Linked DNA regions of Capsicum annuum: region 1 is linked to region 2. A link is a contact called in public Hi-C data. All regions are on one chromosome and are shown on one strand. Each heading gives the region's core, a stretch centred on a gene start, on an enhancer-like site or on the middle of the called end of the contact. The rest is flanking DNA. Distances are from core to core; before and after follow the strand shown.

Region 1 (2,715 bases), core at 175-2,674, 38 kb before region 2:
TTGGACAATTTCCAAATTGGGAGTACAATTGTAGTACAAGAAAGACAGCAGCAGCAAGGCAGGTCAAACATGGACATTCCAACCTACCTTAAAAGCCATGACTTCTGGAAGTAGTAAACTCCAATTAATTAGAAGATAAACAAAAGGAGTTAAATTTAATTCAATTTTATTTCATTCAACTTATATGTATTGAGATAATATACGAAAATAGTTATAGGATATTGTTTGCTTTATTTTTAGCCAACTTCCTTTACTTAGTATGAATACGCTAATCTTAATCTATATCTATGAATAGATGGTTTGGCAACATAAATTCATTTTTATGGTATTTAAATATGAAATGTAACTAATGAGGAGATATCAAAAATAACAAATTCATAACAATGCACTCACATTAATTAAGAAGGTGATATCGATCCTTCATTATATCTTCTTTATTTATAAAATATTAAAATGGCACTAAAGCAATACGTGAATTTTGAATAAATAAGATAGTCAATTAATTAACTGAGTATATAAATGAGTAATCTTATAGCGTTTCGAATATCTTAATTATGAGTTCCAACTTATTAATCTCACATGACTTGATTTGAGGATTCAAAGTACTTTGTTGATATAAAGAATGTACATGGTAGGAAAAAAGAAAAAGAAAAAAGTTATTCAAAAATGAGTAATTTGTGTGTAATTGATTATTATGATGGTATTAAATAGGTTGACTTTAATTACAATTATAGATTAAATATAATTTACAAAATTATACATCCAAATTATTTTCCTCAGGGCATCTCCAACTCAAAACTCTATTTTATCTCCAACCCACAACTCTATTTTTTATTCTAATTTTTTTTTAATCACTCTTTAATATTATTTTTATTTTATTATTTTATAAAATAATTTTTTTTTATAAAACTGCCCTTTAAAATTCATATTTCTTTTTAATATCTTTATGTAATATAAAATTATTTTTTTATCCCAGATTTTTAATAACAAAAATTGCAAGTAATATTATATATTGTACATATTAATGTACAATTATATTATGTATTATATTTTAAACAAATTCATGTTGCATCTGGTATTTCGTGCTCTAATTCAATTACTCATTTTATATGTGCATTTTTTATTTTTGTGATGATTATTTTTACCATACGACTATAAATTATAACTAACTTATATCTTAAACAAAAAAATGATATGCATAAATTAATTTAATAAAATGAAAAAATAATTAAAAATATTATGACATTAATTAATTGTCTTGTATACGACATAGTAAGCCCTATAAGACGTTGAAGTATATATATATAATATATATATTCTGATTATCAAAAATAAAGAAAAAGTAACGCAGAAAGGTCAAGGCTTTCGACACCTGCCGTCTGCCATGACCAAAATGAGACACGCCGCAACAGGGCGATGTAAACTATTCAACTATGGCATGTACGGAATTTCCAAAATACCCTTCCTTCTTCTAGGCAATTTAAGATGATAATAATATGGGACCCAAAATAAAACACTAGAGATCAAGTCACCAAAATTAGAAAGCCACTTCGGCAAACGAGGATCATGTGGATATAGGGATTAATGATTTTCCTTTTTTAAAGAAGAAAAAGAACTCAAGTACTAGTACATGTTTGTTAGCATTAGTTTATAATGGCCATGTTTAGATTCATTTACATGTACTTTTATCATTTCATAAAGTATTAATCACATTTCACATGACCAATAATCATACAACTTTGTCAATTTGATTTTGAGATACAAAAGGTCGTCTAATTTATTTTTTTCTTTTAAGAAAAACTTTACTGAAATTTAAATAGATATTTATAAATTTACATCCACTTAATTAACTATTACACTACACACTTTTGTGTTACTATACTATTGCTTGATTTTATTTCCAATAGTAGTCTTCGTTTTTCAAAAGTAAAAGGAGATTCTTTTACACATTCCTAGTTTTCAAAAGAGTCACACCTAGACTATGAAAAAGTGAAATTATTTCCTCCCCGCGGTACTCATGCCCAAGTTCAATGAGTGGAGTGTACTCCACTCGCTCCATGTCACTTTCCAGATCACTTTCCACGTCAAAAATAATTTTAAATATTATTTTTAAACAAAAATTTTCAAGTCATCTTCCTTACCCCATTTATCTCTCCCTTCACTTCTAAAAGGGAACTTCACCAACAAATAAATACAGTAATAGAGCATCAAGCAAATCAAGATTCAAAGGCTTCTCAATAAGGATGGATCGTGAGATAGATAGCGGCAAAGAAAAAAGTGAAGGTCGCCCGAATTTTATTTTCCGACGAAAGTAAAAGTTTTGGATCGATACTTTTAAATTTTGGGATGAAATTACAAGGAGAAAGATTTGAGGAAGGTGTTTTTCTATGTGCTTTGGAGGTCGAAGAAATTTCGTTATACCGTGAACTTTTTAATAGAATTTTTCGGCAAAAATGCGATGAGTTTGGAGTGTATGAAGTCCACCATTCATGTGAAGGAATTTAACACCGGCAAAAATATGATGTAGTGATCTTGATTGCCGTGGTTAGTGCATCTGGAGTTTTGTTTTATCCTTACGTGAATCTTGTGGTGCACCAACTGTTTGTATTTTTCAGAGAAGTGGCTTATGTGTTGAAAGATGAAATTTTGCAGTGGAAAGTGCGGAAAGAGGAAGACAAAAAGGAAAGGGGAAGTTTCATTGCCAATTGTATGACA
Region 2 (3,075 bases), core at 250-2,749:
TAAGATTAAAACATATTTTTTTAAAATTCTTTTTTTGATAGACCAAAAGTGATAAGTAAATGAAAACTCAACGCATTTCGAGGAGAACCGGCTAGCTCTGAATGTGGGTGACATTTAGAGTGTGTTTGGTATGATGGAAATTTTTTTCCTATTTTTCCTTGTTTGGTTGTAATAAAATGTTTGGAAAACATTTTCCACAAAAACTCATTTTCCTCAATTTGAGGGAAAATGACTTCCCTCATGGCAAGGAAAGTCATTTTCTAGAAAATGATAAATGTGACTTATGACTCTACCCCCACTCCTCTTTCCCACCCCAACAACACTCATATTCACATATTAAAAAAATTCATATTTCTCAAAAATTTACATTACTCAAAAATATTTTTTATTATGCTTTGCTTCAACTTTTCATTACTTAAAATAAAAAATAGTGAAACCCGAATTTTTTTCATTTTCAATGTTTATTGAATGTATTGTTATTTTCATATGCATAGATGAAGACTTGCCTATGTTACTTTTGCTAATTGCATATTTCATTTTGTCATCGATGTAACTTGTTTCACGAGGTTGAATAAGATTGTCGTTCCGTTATATTTCTATTGATTGTAGTATCTTGAGAGTGTTTAGACGAAATATTGAAAAGTGTCTCATATATTTGTAAATTAATAGTTGCTTAAATTTAGTGATTGTAATATTTTAGTATTCAATATTGATATTATTTGCTATGCTTAAATTAGTTCGAGGCACTGATATACTAGTTAATAGTTAGTAGTATTTTCTAAAAAAATATTTTTTCACTCACCAATCAAACACTAGAAAATATTTTTCTAAAAAATAGTCTCTACTCACCAACCAAACACCATAAAATATTTTTCGAATAATATTTTTTCACTCACCAACCAAACATGAAAAAATAAGTAGAAAATCAACTTATTTTTCAGAGAAACATTTTTCGAAAAATATTTTCTATCATACCAAACATACCCTTCATTGCACAATTTTCTGAAATGTAGACAGTAGTCATGATCGATTCGATAGAAAAGAAGGAATAATCTGTATTTTTCCGTTGAAAATTTCCAAAAAAAAAAAATCATTACATATTCCTCTGATTCTTTATAAAGAATATTCAGTCCCACGTTTTAAAAATAAGTGACAAATAAATATGAACACAAAAAATACTTTTTCTATTTTAATTTATTTGACATATTTTAATTTAATATAAAATTTTAAAAGTAAAGGATATATTTTATTATTTTAAACTAAAAATATGCTAAATATAGAGCATATGAAAAGTTGAAATGAAAATATTATTTTTCTTGAAACGGACTAAAAAAAATTTTGTAAAGTAAATTGAAACGGATTAAAAAGAAATTTGTAAAATAAATTCAAAAGGCGCGATTATTAGTATATAAGTTTGCAGTACAAGAAAATCCAGTACAGATTATTGAAGGTTATTTAAGTCATTTTACATGTCTGCATCCTCTTACAAATTCGCTGTCGTTCCCACTTTCCCTCTCCTCGTTCAACCCACAGATTTTTCATTTTTCCATTTTCCTTCCCTTGTTTTTTTTTTTTTTTTTTTCCTCTTTCTATGCGTGTTTATTATACAAATCTCTACATAGAAGTAGAACCCCATATATCTCTTTTTCTCCGGTAAATAAATAAATCCTATACATATACATACATAATATATATATCGCCGGAGAAAGTATGCGGGACGTACAGTTGACGGTGCCCGGAAAGAAGTCGCCGTCGGCGAGAGCGGCGGCGATGGAGGATGTTGATTTGGATGGTGTAGGAGAGGAAGTGAGGCTTTTAGATTCGTATGATGAAGAGAATTTGGAGAAGAATTTGAGGAGAATTGAGGTAAGAGTTACGGGGATGACATGTGCAGCTTGTTCAACATCAGTAGAAGGAGCTTTGATGGATGTTAATGGTGTTGTTAAAGCTTCTGTTGCTTTGCTTCAGAATAAGGCTGATGTTCTCTTCGATCCTACCTTGGTCAAGGTTCAGTACCTTCTTCTTCTTCTTTTTTCGTGGAGCTGGTTTTAGTTGAATTTTGATTTTGTTGAGGTTTTTGAGCTATTTGGTTAAGTGGGTTGGTCTTTGTTTGGTGAAATTTTAGTTGTACTTCTTAGTTTCTGTATAATCCTTGGGGTTTTGATGATTTTGGGAGTTTTCTGAATTTTGGATTTCGATGTTTTTAGTTATTTGGGATAATTGGGTTAGTCTTCATTGATGAAATTTTAGTTTTACTTCTTAGTTTATGTATAATCTTGGGGTTTAGGTGGACAGAGTTACCTGGTACCTGTTGTGTACGTGTTGCTCTTGAAAGCGGAAACTGGCCAGACACCGCGGTTATCCAAAAAAAATGTTCTTGGAGTTTTGATGATTTTGGAAGTTTTACTGAATTTTGGATTATGCCGTTTTTAGCTGTTTGGGATAATTGGGTTGGCCTTCATTTGATGAAACTTTTGTTATACTTCTTAGTTTCAATATAATCTTGGGGTTTTAGACTTTGGAAGTTAGGATTAATTTTAATTATACTGTTTTTTTAGCTGTCTGGGATAAATGGGTTGGCCTTCATTTGCTGAAATTTTTATTTTTATTTCTTAGTTTCTATATAATCTAGGGGTTTTGATGATCTTGGAAGTTTTGCCGAATTTGGATAATGATATTTTTAGCTGTTCGGGATAATTGGGTTGGTGCTACTGCTTGATATTTGTCTACTTTTGTTTGGGTGTTAAGGAATTTTAGTTGTATCTTAGTGATGTTGGATTGTTGGTCTGCTTGCCTTTCTAAAGAACTTCATGTCCCAAACGATATCCAGGTTATAATGATGATTTCTTTTAGCTCTTTTTGTTTTCTGGGTTTGGATATTTTGGACATGATTAGTCTACCTAACTTTTATTATATTTTATTTAATTTTACACCTTAAAGCGGATCTAAATTCATCTGCTTTCAAATTCGTCGCTCTTTTTCTTTTTTGGGGGAAAATTTGCTCCGGTGTGCTTGTTTTGCTGGATGGTATTAAGCTATGTTTCATGGACTCAAGATGAAATTGTGAATAATGCT

What was found. A called contact is a pair of places that touch in the nucleus more often than the background predicts.
Region 1: a contact with region 2 is called in a Hi-C map of placenta, with 2.1 times the contacts expected there. The contact joins the enhancer-like site here to the promoter of LOC107858897 in region 2. A contact is called at or near these places in 3 of 5 Hi-C or Micro-C datasets (bud, leaf and placenta).

Annotation. Positions count from the first base shown.
Region 1 is chr2:105,591,005-105,593,719 of UCD10Xv1.1, reverse strand. No RefSeq gene overlaps it. Among protein-coding and RNA genes, the nearest start is that of LOC107858898, 31 kb to the left of the region's middle. Within about 2 kb of position 1,424, at least 1 of the 5 cell types and tissues checked has an H3K27ac peak or open chromatin away from gene starts, as enhancers often do.
Region 2 is chr2:105,552,321-105,555,395 of UCD10Xv1.1, reverse strand. LOC107858897 (copper-transporting ATPase RAN1) reads left to right here and starts at 1,499. Exons shown (of 9, transcript XM_016703701.2): 1 at 1,499-2,007. The coding sequence starts at 1,711.